Regions from separate parts of the Sus scrofa genome. Here region 1 is linked to region 2. A link is a contact called in public Hi-C data. All regions are on one chromosome and are shown on one strand. Each heading gives the region's core, a stretch centred on a gene start, on an enhancer-like site or on the middle of the called end of the contact. The rest is flanking DNA. Distances are from core to core; before and after follow the strand shown.

The links. A called contact is a pair of places that touch in the nucleus more often than the background predicts.
Region 1: a Hi-C map of blood shows a contact between it and region 2, with 3 times the contacts expected there. The contact joins the promoter of IL6R here to the enhancer-like site in region 2. A contact is called at or near these places in 7 of 47 Hi-C or Micro-C datasets (alveolar macrophages, blood, omental adipose tissue and 2 more).

Annotation. Positions count from the first base shown.
Region 1 is chr4:95,377,287-95,383,754 of Sscrofa11.1, forward strand. It overlaps IL6R (interleukin 6 receptor), which reads right to left and starts at 3,781. Exons shown (of 10, transcript NM_214403.1): 1 at 3,697-3,781. The coding sequence starts at 3,781.
Region 2 is chr4:95,325,867-95,332,591 of Sscrofa11.1, forward strand. IL6R (interleukin 6 receptor) reads right to left here. Exons shown (of 10, transcript NM_214403.1): 10 at 358-601. The coding sequence ends at 358. Among named protein-coding and RNA genes, the nearest start is that of TDRD10, 45 kb to the left of the region's middle. Within about 2 kb of position 1,900, at least 9 of the 83 cell types and tissues checked have an H3K27ac peak or open chromatin away from gene starts, as enhancers often do. A contact at or near this core is called in omental adipose tissue, where this site is marked.

The sequences.
Region 1 (6,468 bases), core at 2,531-5,030, 53 kb after region 2:
GGTAGCCAAGTGTGACTAGTACAGCTAAGGAACTACATTTTTTTTTTCTTTCTTTTTTGGCCACCCCACAGCATATGGAAGTTCCCTGGCCAGGGATCAGATCTAAGCCACAGGTTCGATCTATGCTGGCAACTGCAGATCCTTAACCCACTGTGCCAGGCCAGGGATTGAACCTGTGTGCTGGCGCTGCAGATGCCTCCGAGCCCACTGTGCCACAGTGGGAACTCCAAGAACAACATTTGAGATTTGATTTCATTTTAATTAATGAAAACTCAAAGAGCCACACTTAGTAAGGTACGACTGTATTAGACAGCAGCCGTAGGCCCTTAACACTGGCCTGGAGAAGCCCAGATCTGCTGATAGAAATGCTCTGGCTGGTGGTCAGAGCACTGATCGGCTGGTGGCACGCAGGCCTGGGGGGACAGGAGAACCAGAGGGCAAGGGTATTTACAGCAGCGAGCACCTGGGTGGCTTTCAGTAATCCCTACAAACACCCTGGAAGGGGAGGGTTTGTTAAGCCAGTCTGCAGCAAGGGATGCTGAGGGTCAGGGATGAGATATGCAGACAGGGTCCATGTGTCTGCTGCTGGGGTCTTGGTCTACCCCTCTCGCCAGACAACTTGACTTTGGGTAGCTGGTACCAAGTAGGATGGGTCTGAGGGTTTTCTCAGCCGCTTGACCAAGCTCCTTTTAGGGCAGACTCTGGTAGTTGATCCCAGGGCATCACACGACTCCAGAAATGTGTGCTATAATAAGTAAACAAGGGGCAGAGCCAAAGCCAGGATTTCTGGCAGCTAGAAGCCCCAAGGTGGGGGTGGGGGGCTTCCTTGAGTTCCTCAATCACAGCGTTTAGCCAGTCAGTCTCAAATGTGGGAACCCCAAGGAGTGTTTGTTGAAAAGGATGGTTCCTGAGCCTCACTCCTAGGTCTTTCTCTTCAGTAAAAAATATCTGAGGGTGGAGGCCGAGAATCAGTATTTTTTTTTTTTTTTTTGTCTTTTGTCTTTTTTGTTGTTGTTGTTTGTTGTTGTTGTTGCTATCTCTTGGGCCGCTTCCGCGGCATATGGAGGTTCCCAGGCTAGGGGTTGAATCGGAGCTGTAGCCACCGGCCTACGCCAGAGCCACAGCAACACGGGATCCGAGCCGCGTCTGCAACCTACACCACAGCTCACGGCAACGCCGGTTCGTTAACCCACTGAGCAAGGGCAGGGACCGAACCCGCGACCTCATGGTTCCTAGTCGGATTCGTTAACCACTGCGCCACGACGGGAACTCTGAGAATCAGTGTTTTGATCAAACACCTCTCCCCCACTCCCAGCACATGCGCATGGGTACACACACACACACACACACACACACACACACACACACACACACACAATTCTACTAGATCCAGGGATTACCTTTTTGAGATATACTGAATCCGGGTAAGCTAGGAAGGCAGGTAGGCACTGGGGGCAGAAAGGGAAGTTCAGAGGTTGAGACAGAACTTTGAGAGATTGACAGGTGTTTGTGTTGTGTAGAGTCTTGCGTTGCAGAAGACGGAAGGAACCTGAGTCACCGATGTCCAGGCCTTCCACACCCGACACCTCTGTCCCAGCTAGTCCAGGCCTCTAGCAAGTTCACCTGAGCAGCCCCGCCGGCAATCAGAGGTGTGGGCAGCTGTTGTTCCCAAGGAAAACACGCCTTCTGGCTACAAGAGCCCACAGCCCGGGAAGCAGCGGACTTCCCCCTCTAAACCAGCCTCTGCAATTCCCCCCGGCCCCTCTCTTCTCCAAAGCGAGAGCGCTCACAGTCATTCGCTCCATGTTTCCTGTGCGAGGTCTTTATTTTTGCTCTGAGTTTGTGGGCTGAGTCTGTGTGCGTGTGGGAGGGGGGAGCTGGGTATTTTCTACTTCTCTGCATTTTCCTTCTGAACTGGGAGGGCTTTCACTTCCTCCCCAAACTCTCAGTTCTGCCTTGCACAGGCCATCCAGGCCTTGAGACCACTTTGCCTGTCCCACCTAAGGACCAGGAAAATGGAGAACTGATTGCAACCGGCTGCCCTCACCGTACCTTGCAATCACTCAGAAGCAAAAGGAAGCGGCAGCCACAGCAGTCATTCCCCTGGGGCAGGTGCCCTGGGGTGTGGTGCGAGTAGCAACAGAGGCAGGTAAAGAAGCCTTGCTCCCTCCCAGGTGACCCAGGCCTCAACCCTGCCTCGGGTTCCTCTGACAGCACAGCCGACCAACCTAGGCCTTCCCTTCCCCTGGCCTCTTCTGCCCAGAGCTCAGCCAGCCAAGGAGGACCCTCAGCTTGCCCCCCAAACACCCCCAGCTCTGCCTGCTGGGCTAGTTCTACATTTGGGAGTCTTCGGGACCTACCACATGGGCGCAGAGGAACATGGAGGAGTGGGCCTCCACCAACTGAGCCTGACAACCTCCTATCCCAACCTCTGTGACCCTCAGTCTCTTCTTTGGAACCAAGTAAGATTTAGATCCCGTGGTGAAGGATTAGAAAACTCATGTCAAGCACCAGAGGCCTCCATCAACAATGGCTACTACCCACAGGAGTTATAAATGTGTGCCAAGAAAAAGAATCCCTTCACCTTCCTCTTCCAAAGCCAAGGAACACAACCATTCAGAAAGCAGAGAGCTGCAGGCACATCAGCCTCTAGCTCTCTGCAGCAGGGAGTGAGAGACAGGCAGAGGGTGGGTGTTCATTGGGGCAGGAGCACCGTGGGGTCTAGCAGTGCCTTCTAGCAGTGAAAGCCAGAGCCCCCACCTCGCCAGCAATCCGTTCCCAGAAGCCTGCCGGCTGCCCGCATGGTTTTCCACTGTGTCCTCAAAGAAGCCCTCAGACCCTAAAATAAACCTCTGGACAAACAGTTGCCCGGCTCCTCCAGAGGAGCGACTAGACACGCAGCTGGGCATGCCGCCAGAGCCCAGAGAAAGGACTGCCGGCCAGAGGCGGATTACAGTCCGCAGGAGCAACAAGTGCCCCCTGTCCCCCTGCCTCCCCCTCCTGTGGTCTGGCAGTGGAGTCCAGTGTGTGCCAGCCTCAAGCCGCCCCAATCCCTGGCCAGCCTCCCCACTTGGCCTCAATTCTCAGGGGGTAGGCATCCAGCTTGCTAGAGCTCGTGTCTGCCTAAGCGAGTGCCGGCAACAAGGCAGCGGGAGAGTCCGTGACTCAGAGCCCATGAAATCAGTCCCTTCACAGTCAAGGCACTGTCATCCACACATGAACCCAGGGGGCGGAGGGGAGAGCCAGGAGGAGTGCCTTCCCCAAAGCTGAGGGGCAAACGGGGCGCTGGTACCAAGGACGCCCCGGGCAAGAACTCCACTCCGCTAGGGCATCGCCTCTTAAAGTAACCCGGGACAGCTGTGTAAGGATTCCCGGGGGCCCTGGGAAGGACATACGAGAACACACCTTGTCCTGGACGCAGACCGCAGGGAGCTTCCCGGCCACAGAGCCGTCACGGGGAGAGCGCGCCCGGCCAAAGGCGCAGGACGCAGCAGGGGGCGCGCGAGCGAGGGGCCGCCACCGGACAGCCGGGGCAGCCCGGGACCGCACCTTGTGCCGCGGGGACCCAAACTAGCCCCGACCAGGGGGGGCCGTCACCCCTCCTGCCTCCCTCCGCTGCCCTGAGTCTGCGGCAGCCGCAGAGGTTCCCCCACCCACCAGCTGTCCAAGCCCTTCAGGTGCGCCCGAAGCCCTTACCCAGTTTGGAGCAGCCCCTCGGGGCCAGCGCCATCCCGGGCGCGGCAAGCAGAGCGGTCAGAAGCGCGCAGCGGACGGCCAGCATGCTTCCTCCTCAGCTAATGCCCCATGATCCCAGAGAGGCAGCCAGGCAGGCGGGCGGGCGGCCGGGCGGCCGGGCGGCCGGGGCGGGGCGGCGGGCGGGCTCAAGCCCCGAGGGCAGCCCCCATCCCCGGGGGGCCCGCGCTCAGCACGCAAGGCTAGTCCCCGAGCCCCGCGCCGCACTCGACTCGGCTCCCTCTGGCTGGGCTCCTTGTCAGTGCGACTTCCCACTTGCACATGACTCAGAGCAGCGGACGGTCCTGGCAACGCAGGAAAACATTTGAGGAACTCGCGCTGGAGTCGTCTCTCGGCCGGCCCAGAGTGCTGTTACGAAAGCCGGAGCGGATGGCGCAACAGCCCCGCGCACCGGCCGAGCGGAGGGGGTGGCTTCCGGCCGCAGCGCCGCACCTGAGCCGCGAGGCCCTGAGCCCCGAGCCCAGCGGGGGCGAACTCTCCCTCCCTCTCCTTCTATTGATGAGAACAGGAGAATTAGACGCCACCAGCTCGGTTTTGATTTTTGGTTTCGTGACCAGGATTACTCTGTGAAAGGAGCACCTGGAGAGCCTGGAGGAGGCGATGTGCCTCTTACTGTTAGAGTAAAGCAGCGATTGGCAGCCCTTTCTGCCCCCTCGGAATCACTCGGGGAGCCCCCAAAGCCACCGATGTATCGCTTCACGCCCAGAGATTTAATGGATTTGATTCTGACTTAATGGATCTGGGATGAGGCTCGGGCATCGAGATCCTCGATAGAGTAAAGGTTCATCCTTTCTCCGTGCCTGTGTTCCCTGCAGCACAGGCCAGGGACAGATTTGGGCTCTGGAAGCTTCCAAATGGAAGTATCCCCTCCAGACCTCCACCTTCTGTGACAGCTGTGTGAAATCTTTTGAGTTTCTGTTTCCTCTTATGTCAGAGAGAGATAAGAAAGTCAATATCAGGATGGTTATGAAGATACCATGGTTATAAAGATCTACACACTTGACACAGGGTCCAGACCACAGGTGCTCCATCGATGTCAAAACAGGCACGTCCACCCTCCTGATGTGATAGATAGAAACTGGTACTTGGCTTTCAGAAGCAACCACAACCATCTCTTTAAAGGGCCCACCAAGGTTCCCCAGGGACCCTGAATCTGACAGGTGGCCTCAGAGCTGAGTTTGGAAGGAATGAAAATTACTGAAATAAGGTCTAGGCTGAGAAGTTTCTGGCCCAGCAAGTGCCTATGAAGATGTGCTTTTCCACTTTGGGCTTCAGGACCAGGACCAAGGCTCCTGGGGCAGCAGGAGTGGGCATGGTTTGGTGGAAGCCCCCAGGGGATAGGATCCGGCCTGAAGAAATAGGGTTTCTGCAATGCAGCCGGCGTGCTTCTAGGTTTCTCTGTGGGAACCTCCCATCAGCAGTGCTTGGCAGAACCAGGCACCTGCCCCGACCCACCCCATGCCAGAGGCTGGTTTGGGTGGGCTTGCTCCAGCCACACCCACAGGCGAGGGAAAAAAACATGTTGGAAGGTAGATCTTTTGGCACTGGCCCTTTCTCCTGCTGTTTAAAATTCCTTGGTGGCTCAGTGGATTAAGGATCCAGCATTGTCGCTCCTGTGACTCGGATCACTGCTGTGGCACGGGTTCAGTCCTTGCCCGAGAAATTTCACAGGCCACAGGTGTGGCCCTCAAAAATAATAAAATAAATATGATTAATAGTGGCAAACAATTGCCTTTGGAATGGATAGGCAATGAGATCCTGCTGTATAGCACTAAAAATTTTTTTAAATAATAAAAAATAAATAATAAATAAAATGACATTGCGGTGGGGCTCCCACTGTGGTTGCCCCTCCCCCTACTTGTGGCAGATACAGACCTGAAAATGATCAAAGAGGGACTACAAGCTGCAGTCTAAAACCAGAAGGCTGCAGAAAGCCTTCTGTTCAGATAGGTGAGTTTGAAAGAGGGCTATTGAAGCCCAAGAACAGGTGTCTCAGACCCCACCTGGCTCCTGCACCAAAGGGGGCCTTCCCATCTCTAATCCATCAGCCGGGAGTCAGACAGATAGTGTTTCCATCTCAGCTCTGCCATTTGCTGGCTGTGTGACTTGGGCAAGTTACTTAACCTCTCTGAGTCTCTATTTCCTGATGTGTAAGATGAGAACAACAATATGCAAATTGCTGGTATTGTGGTTCATATTAAAAGATCTGGCCCATCTTTATTTTCTCAACCTCATTTTCTGAATATAAATACGTTTCTACAATATTATTACGGCTTTTTTTTTTTTTTTTTTTTTTGTCTTTTGCCTTTTTAGGGCCACACCCGCGGCATATGGAGGTTCCCAGGCTAGGGGTCTAATCGGAGCTATGGCTGCCAGCCTCCACCACAGCCACAGCAACTTGGGATCCAAGCCGCCTCTGCGACCCACACCACAGCTCACGGCAACGCCAGATCCTTAACCCACTGAGCAAGGCCAGGGATCGAATCCGAAACCTCATGGTTCCTAGTTGGATTCGTTTTTGGTTTTTTTTTTTTGTCTTTTTTTGTCTTTTGTCTTTTTGTTGTTGTTGTTGTTGTTGCTATTTCTTGGGCCGCTCCCGCGGCATATGGAGGTTCCCAGGCTAGGGGTCGAATCAGAGCTGTAGCCACCGGCCTACGCCAGAGACACAGCAACGCGGGATCCGAGCCGCATCTGCAACCTACACCACAGCTCACG
Region 2 (6,725 bases), core at 650-3,149:
CTCCACAGCCCCCCGGCTCTGCCCGCATGAGTGTCCAGTAGAGGCTTGACACCGTGCTCTTCACGGGGACCTGAGCTCACTCTAAGCCCTGTAAACAGGGCAGCTGAGGAAGCATGGTCCCAAACCTCCACCACCTCCTCCTTCTGAAGAGATGCAGCCAAGCTTTTCCCACCCAGCGCAGAATCTTCCACGGGGCCCTTCTGTCAAGGTGAAGCCAGAGGCCCCACGCACCTGAGATGAGCTGGAATGGCAGTGAGAAGCGTCTTTTGCAGAGCCAATTTGTGCTTTGTCATCCGCGTGTCATCCACGCAGCCCAGGGGGCCCGATGCCCCAGGCTGCCAGGCATCCCCCAGCTGGCTATCTGGGAAAAAAGTAGTCTCTGTTGCTGACATCATAAGGGCTCTGAGGGCCCCTGGCCTCTGGTCGGCTGTTCCTCGAGGTGTTGTCCCCCAGGCTGTTGGGGGACACAGGCGGGGAGATGAGGGGGACGAGCACTGGGGTGGACTTGGGCCGCTCAGGGACCAGCTGTCCCAAGGAATACGGCGGGTGCATGTTCGTCTTGCCTTCTTTCAGAGCCTGCAGCTGCCCCGTCTTCTTGAACCTTCACACAGATACACAAAGACAGGACATGCACATGTTAAGTTCCCTCTGTGATGAACCCGAGAGAAAAACACCAACAGCTGGCTGCCCTGGTGGCCTGGCACTCCCAGGTTTCAGCTCTAAGGAGTGTTAACTATTTGTCAGCTGTTTTTTGTCACCAGGAACTACACGATCCACTGAAGAGTCATCAAAAACACCCCAAGAGAGTGGGTTTGTCTGATGGTCCAACTGACTCATGGGGAAACTGAGGTTTTGAGCATGTGGCTTTGAGTGTCCCTTTATAGCACTGAGAACTTAATTTAATTTGTCCTGCTCCAGAGACTGCCCAGAGAGACATATCATTAATCCCAAATGAATTTACTTAAAAAAAAAAAAAAAAAGAGGAGTTCCTGTCACAGGGCAGAGGAACCAAATCCAACTAGGAACCATGAGGTTGCCGGTTTGATCCCTGGCCTCACTCAGTGGGTTAAGGATCCAGCATTGCCGTGAGCTGTGGTGTAGGTCACAGATGCGGCTTGGATTCTGCATTGCTGTGACTGTGGTATAGGCTGCAGATGCGGCTTGGATTCTGCATTGCTGTGACTGTGGTGTAGGCTGCAGATGCGGCTTGGATTCTGCATTGCTGTGACTGTGGTGTAGGCTGCAGATGCGGCTTGGATTCTGCATTGCTGTGACTGTGGTGTAGGCTGGCAGCCATAGCTCTGATTGGAGCCCCTAGCCTGGGAACCTCCATATGCCATGGGTGTGGCCCTAAAAAGCAAAAAAAAAAAAAAAAAAAAGAAAAAAAAGAAAGAGGACATCCCATTGTGGCTCAGCAGGTTAAGAACCCGACTAGTATCCATGAGGACGTGGGTTCAATCCCTGGCTCAGTGCGTTAAGGAGCCTGCGTTGCTGCAAGCTTCAGCGCAGGTTGAAGATGCAGCTGCGATCTGCTGTAGCTGTGGCTGTGGCTGTGGCCAGGGACTGCAGCTCTGATTCGACCCCTAGCCTGGGAACTTTCATATGCTGCGGGTGTGGCCCTAAAAAGAAAAAAAGAGAGAGAGAGAAAGTAGTCTTTCAGTGGGGAAGGAAAATGGGCCTCTCAGTCAAATCAAGGCTGCCAGAGGCAGGTCATGGCAACTGCCTTTCACAGCAGCAAAAAGGCTGTGCTGCTCCCGCAAGTGCCCTCCGGCTCCTCTAGCTTCCAGTGGTCCCACCGTCCCCAGTTCTCCCTCGCCCTCGGGGTCCCCTCCCACCACGCTGGCACGTTCTCAGAGACCCGGCCCTGGGTACCACTTGGGCACAAGTGACTCATCTGACAGGAAAGTCGATGTTAAAACAGGAAGGAGATAGACATCTCTCTGATCACAGCTTCGTTCACGCTGCTCCACTCTGGGCCCAAAGCCAGGGCTCAGTCGCTGAGAAAAGTCACTTGACAGCCCAAAGAAAGATGAGGTGGTGATAGCGATCTTCAAAGGTACAGTCAGGTCTCCTCCCTGCAGGGGCCCTGCAGCCTCGCCCGCCCGGGCAGCTCCCCTGTCCTGCTTCCCACTCCGTCACCTCCTAACTTACTGCCTGTGGACCCCAATGTGGGAGCAAGGTGGTCTCTCTCAAGTCTACCAAATACCCGCTACTCCAGGAAGGGCTGGGAGGGAAGAGGGGAAACCAATGTCAACAACAAGGTTTGGGGATTTTCCTTGGGTTTCTTTTTATATCGACAGGCTATTCCTGTCCTTGTTGGGATAAATAATTGATAGCTGGCTCCGAATCTGCCACTGGCTCTTAGCCGGTGGTCCAAATGGAATAAACAATCTGCAGGATGTTACTTGGGCTTCAGGCACTGCACAGGAAGGGGACACAGCAGGGGCACTTACTGGCGCTATGCTGGGTCCCTGGGTGGAAGCCTCCTCCCTCATGAGAGCACTGAGGACAGAGTCATTAAACTCTGGGCTTCAAAAGAGTCAGACGTTCTGACCCAAGAATTCCACTTCTGGGAAGATACCCTCAGGAAAGAGCAGAGCCATGAAAGGCTCTTGCACCAAGATGTTCAACGCAGTGTTGTTGATAAAAGCAAAACCGCAACACAAATGTGCCATAATAGGAGGCTGATAAGTGAACTTGGGTCTATCCACCTCAGGGAGGAGTGACGAAAGTGAGGTTTACTAAGAATCTGGAGCCATGGGAAGTCGTGCTTATGTTATAACTAAGGCTAAATTTATTCTTTTTTTTTTTTTTTTTGGTCTTTTTGCCTTTTCTAGGGCCACTCCCGCAGCATATGGAGGTTCCCAGGCTAGGGATCGAATTGGAGCTGTAGCCACCGGCCTACACCACAGCTCATGGCAATGCTGGATCCTTAACCCACTGATCAAGGCCAGGGACCGAACCCGCAACCTCATGGTTCCTAGTTGGATTTGTTAACCACTGCACCACGACGGGAACTCATTAATTTTTTAAATTTTTGTCTGTTTTGTCTTTTTAGGGCCGCATCCGCGGCATATGGAGGTTCCCAGGCTAGGGGTTGAATCGGAGCGGTAGCTGCCTACCTACGCCACAGCCACAGCAATGCAGGATCTGAGCCGTGCCTTCAACCTACACCACAGCTCACGGCAACACCAGATCCTTAACCCACTGAGCAAGGCCAGGGATCGAACCTGCGTCTTCGTGGATGCTAGTCAGATTCATTTCCACCGAGCCACGATGGGAACTCCTGTCCTCAGTTTTTTTCAAAGCAATTGGATGGGTAACTGAGAAAGATGAGCTTTCCTTCTTTTGAAATATTTTAAGGAAGGAATGAGAATTTTTCTGCAAATCACTAAATTCTAAGAGGCCTCCGAAATCAGCCAGCCTGGCATGCATTCATGCCTGGTACTGCCCGCCCCCCAGGCAGAGGGCTGAGCAGGACCTGGAGGCTGGAGGGGGGCAGGGCGGATAGAAGGAACAAAGAGCTGAGCTGTCAGACTTCATTTGCCCTCAGCCTCCACCTTTTACCTAATTTGCATACTTGGGCCTCCTAATGCTCGGTTTAAAGAAAAGGTTCTGCAGCCAAAAGAAATTTTTTAAAAACTTATAACCCTCATACTTTTTTTTTTTTTTTTTTTTTTTTTTTTTAGTGCTTTGTCTTTTTAGGGCTGCACCTGCGGCATATGGAGGTTCCCAGGCTAGGAGTCTCATCGGGGTTACAGCTGCTGGCCTACACCACAGCCACAGCAACTCGGGATCCAAGCTGCACCTGCAACCTATACCACACAGCTCAATGCAACACCGGCTCCTTAACCCACTGAGCAAGGCCAGGGATTGAACCTGCATCCTCATGGATGCTAGTCAGATTCATTTCCGCTGAGCCAGGATGGGAACTCCAATAATACTTATTAATTAAAAACGAAAAAAAGAAAAAGAAAAGATGAAACCAAGACCTAGCGAAAGAAAGTGACACACACACCCCCAAAGGCCACAGAAGGTACTCACTGTACCCAGCCACTTCTGTGACCCAGGGTACTTGAAAGTTGTCACTGCTGTGTCTCTGGTCGCTGCTGTGGCACAGGTTCCATCCCTGGCCAGGAAGCTTCCATGTGCCATGGGCACAGCCCAAAAACAAAAAAAGAAATGAGTTCCCATCGTGGCTCAGTGGAAACAAATCTGACTGGCATCCATGAGGATGCAGGTTCGATCCCTGGCCTTGCTCGGGGGATTAAGGATCCGGCATTGCTGTGAGGTGTGGTGTAGATCACAGATGTGGCTCGGATCCGGCGTTGCTGTTGCTGTGGCTCTGGTGTAGGCCAGCAGCTACAGCTCCGATTAGACCCCTAGCCTGGGAACCTCCATATGCCATGGGTGCGGCCCTAAAAAACAGAAAAGAATAGAAGAGAAGAGAAGAGAAAAGAGACAATACATTCAATACAATATGATTTAAATTAGAGGCATACACATAGGAGGTCTTTACCTAATAGTGTTAGCCATTCTAGATAAATGTGCAGAAAAGTCTCTGCTATGAGAATCCTATTTTACCAGTGCCAGATAGCATAAAATAAAGAGCGAAGCAGTGGGGAACAGGGTACAGGGTGAGGAGAAGGCCCCTATAAATTATAACGTCCAATTAAATAGCGGGCACACCGTTTTCAATGGCACATTAAATTTTTTTTTTAATTATCACTGATATTGTTGGAAAAAAACACTTGGGAAAACACCACGCTCTGCTGGAGCACAGTAAATGTACGAAAATTAAAAGATGGCATCATAGGCTGGCAGGCTTTACCTCCTTCACCTGCCTCTCTCATTCCATCCACTGTAGTAGGGCCACCCCAACCACCATGGTGGCCCAGCCATTTTGTCACCTCAGGCCCACAGCAGCTCTCTCTGCATTTCTACTCTTTTCTGGACATGGAGGACTTTGAGAGTAGAGGGGTTTTTCATTGCTTGAAATAACTGGCCTCTCTTCAAATAAATTTGCCTTATGTGGGAGGAAATGGAAACTCACCAGGCTAGGAAATAAATGACTGATACGTAGTTCTCTGCCTTCAGGGACTCTGGTTGTGTAGCAACCAGTCAAGTACAAATACCATCAGCACTTCAGCAAGCAAGCTCTGTGATGGACACCGTGGCCCATTCCCCCAGCCTATGGCTTCTCTTCGTGGTTCCCGGCACACCAAGATGGCTCGGCTTGTTAGGGGGGCCGCTGGCCAACAGTAGACGGATAGGACCTACTGGGCCCACCTCTCAGTTGACAGCAGGCTGGCGCAGTGGGCAGGGACTCTCAGGGCATGAGTTCTAGTCCTGTCTCTTCTATTAACAAGTCGTGTGTCTATGGGCAACGCATCTTACCTCTCAGGGCTGTTTTTCTCATTTGTAAAATTAAAGAGTTGGACTAAATGACGCCTAAGGCCCTATCCAAAATGCATGAGCTTTTGAATCTTGGCCTTACCCTTAACTAGCTGTAACCATGCTACCCTCTTTCAGCTTTCATTTCCTCATCCGTCAAGTGGAAATCATGGTATGTACAGGGTCTATGGAGGGTTATGAGAAAGGCCTCTTGGGAGTCCCCATCGTGGTGCAGTGGTTAACGAATCCGACTAGGAACCATGAGGTTGCGGGTTCGGTCCCTGCACTTGCTCAGTGGGTTAAGGATCCTGCGTTGCTGTGAGCTGTGGTGTAGGTTGCAGACGTGGCTCGGATCGCACATTGCTGTGGCTCTGGTGTAGGCCGGCTGCTAGAGCTCCGATTCGACCCCTAGCCTGGGAACCTCCATATGCCGAGGGAGCGGCCCAAGAAATAGCAAAAAGACAAAATAAATAAATAAATAAAAAGGCCTCTTGAAGCCATAACGATATAGCAATAGGAAGAGATGGAGCCCCTTATGGCTCAGCAGGTTAAGGATCTGGCGTTGTCATTGCTGCGGCTTGGATGACCAAAGTGGAGCGAGTTTGATCTCTGGCCTGGGAACTTCCACATGCGGAGGGTGTGGCTAAAAAACAAAGCAGACAGAATACAGAAATAGGTGCCTGAGGTGAGGCAAGGAATCCTTAGGAGGCAGTAAGAAGACCTCCAAAAGCTGGGGTGGCCCCTCTGTGGCCCAAAGATGTAAGACTCAATGAGTTCTCGGCTCCTCCGAGGAGTTACTTCCGCTCTTCGGGCCCCTTATCTTCTGCACACCCTGGGACAGCTTGTTCCCTACTTCACTGCTAAATCAAAGCAAAAACAACCCTGAACACAGTGTGAGTTATCTTGTGCATCTTCCGACCCAGACCACCTTGGGGCCGAGCTACTTGGGGGGTCACTGTGAGACTCCAATGAGCTACCATGTGGAAAGCTCTCTGCCAAGGTCTCACCCCTCCTTCCAGAACACCCTCAAAGACCGCCTCTCACAGTCACCAGCTGGAGGCCCTGGAGAGTCACACTCGAGGGAAGAGACAGGAAGAACAGAATCTCTTCAACTTGTGTTAAGATTGTAATGAACCGCCATCCAAAGTCAGGGCCCAGCCTGATTTCTGTGAGGGCTTCAGCATAGGCACAATTGTCAGTTCCTTCAGGAAAATCATGAACATTGGAAGCTGTCTTTATTGCCCATTCATTGGGAGAACTGTTAGGCGCCTTCTCTGCAAGCTCGGGAATGAATGGCAAAACCAGTGACCGCATGGAGAGGTAGAGAATGG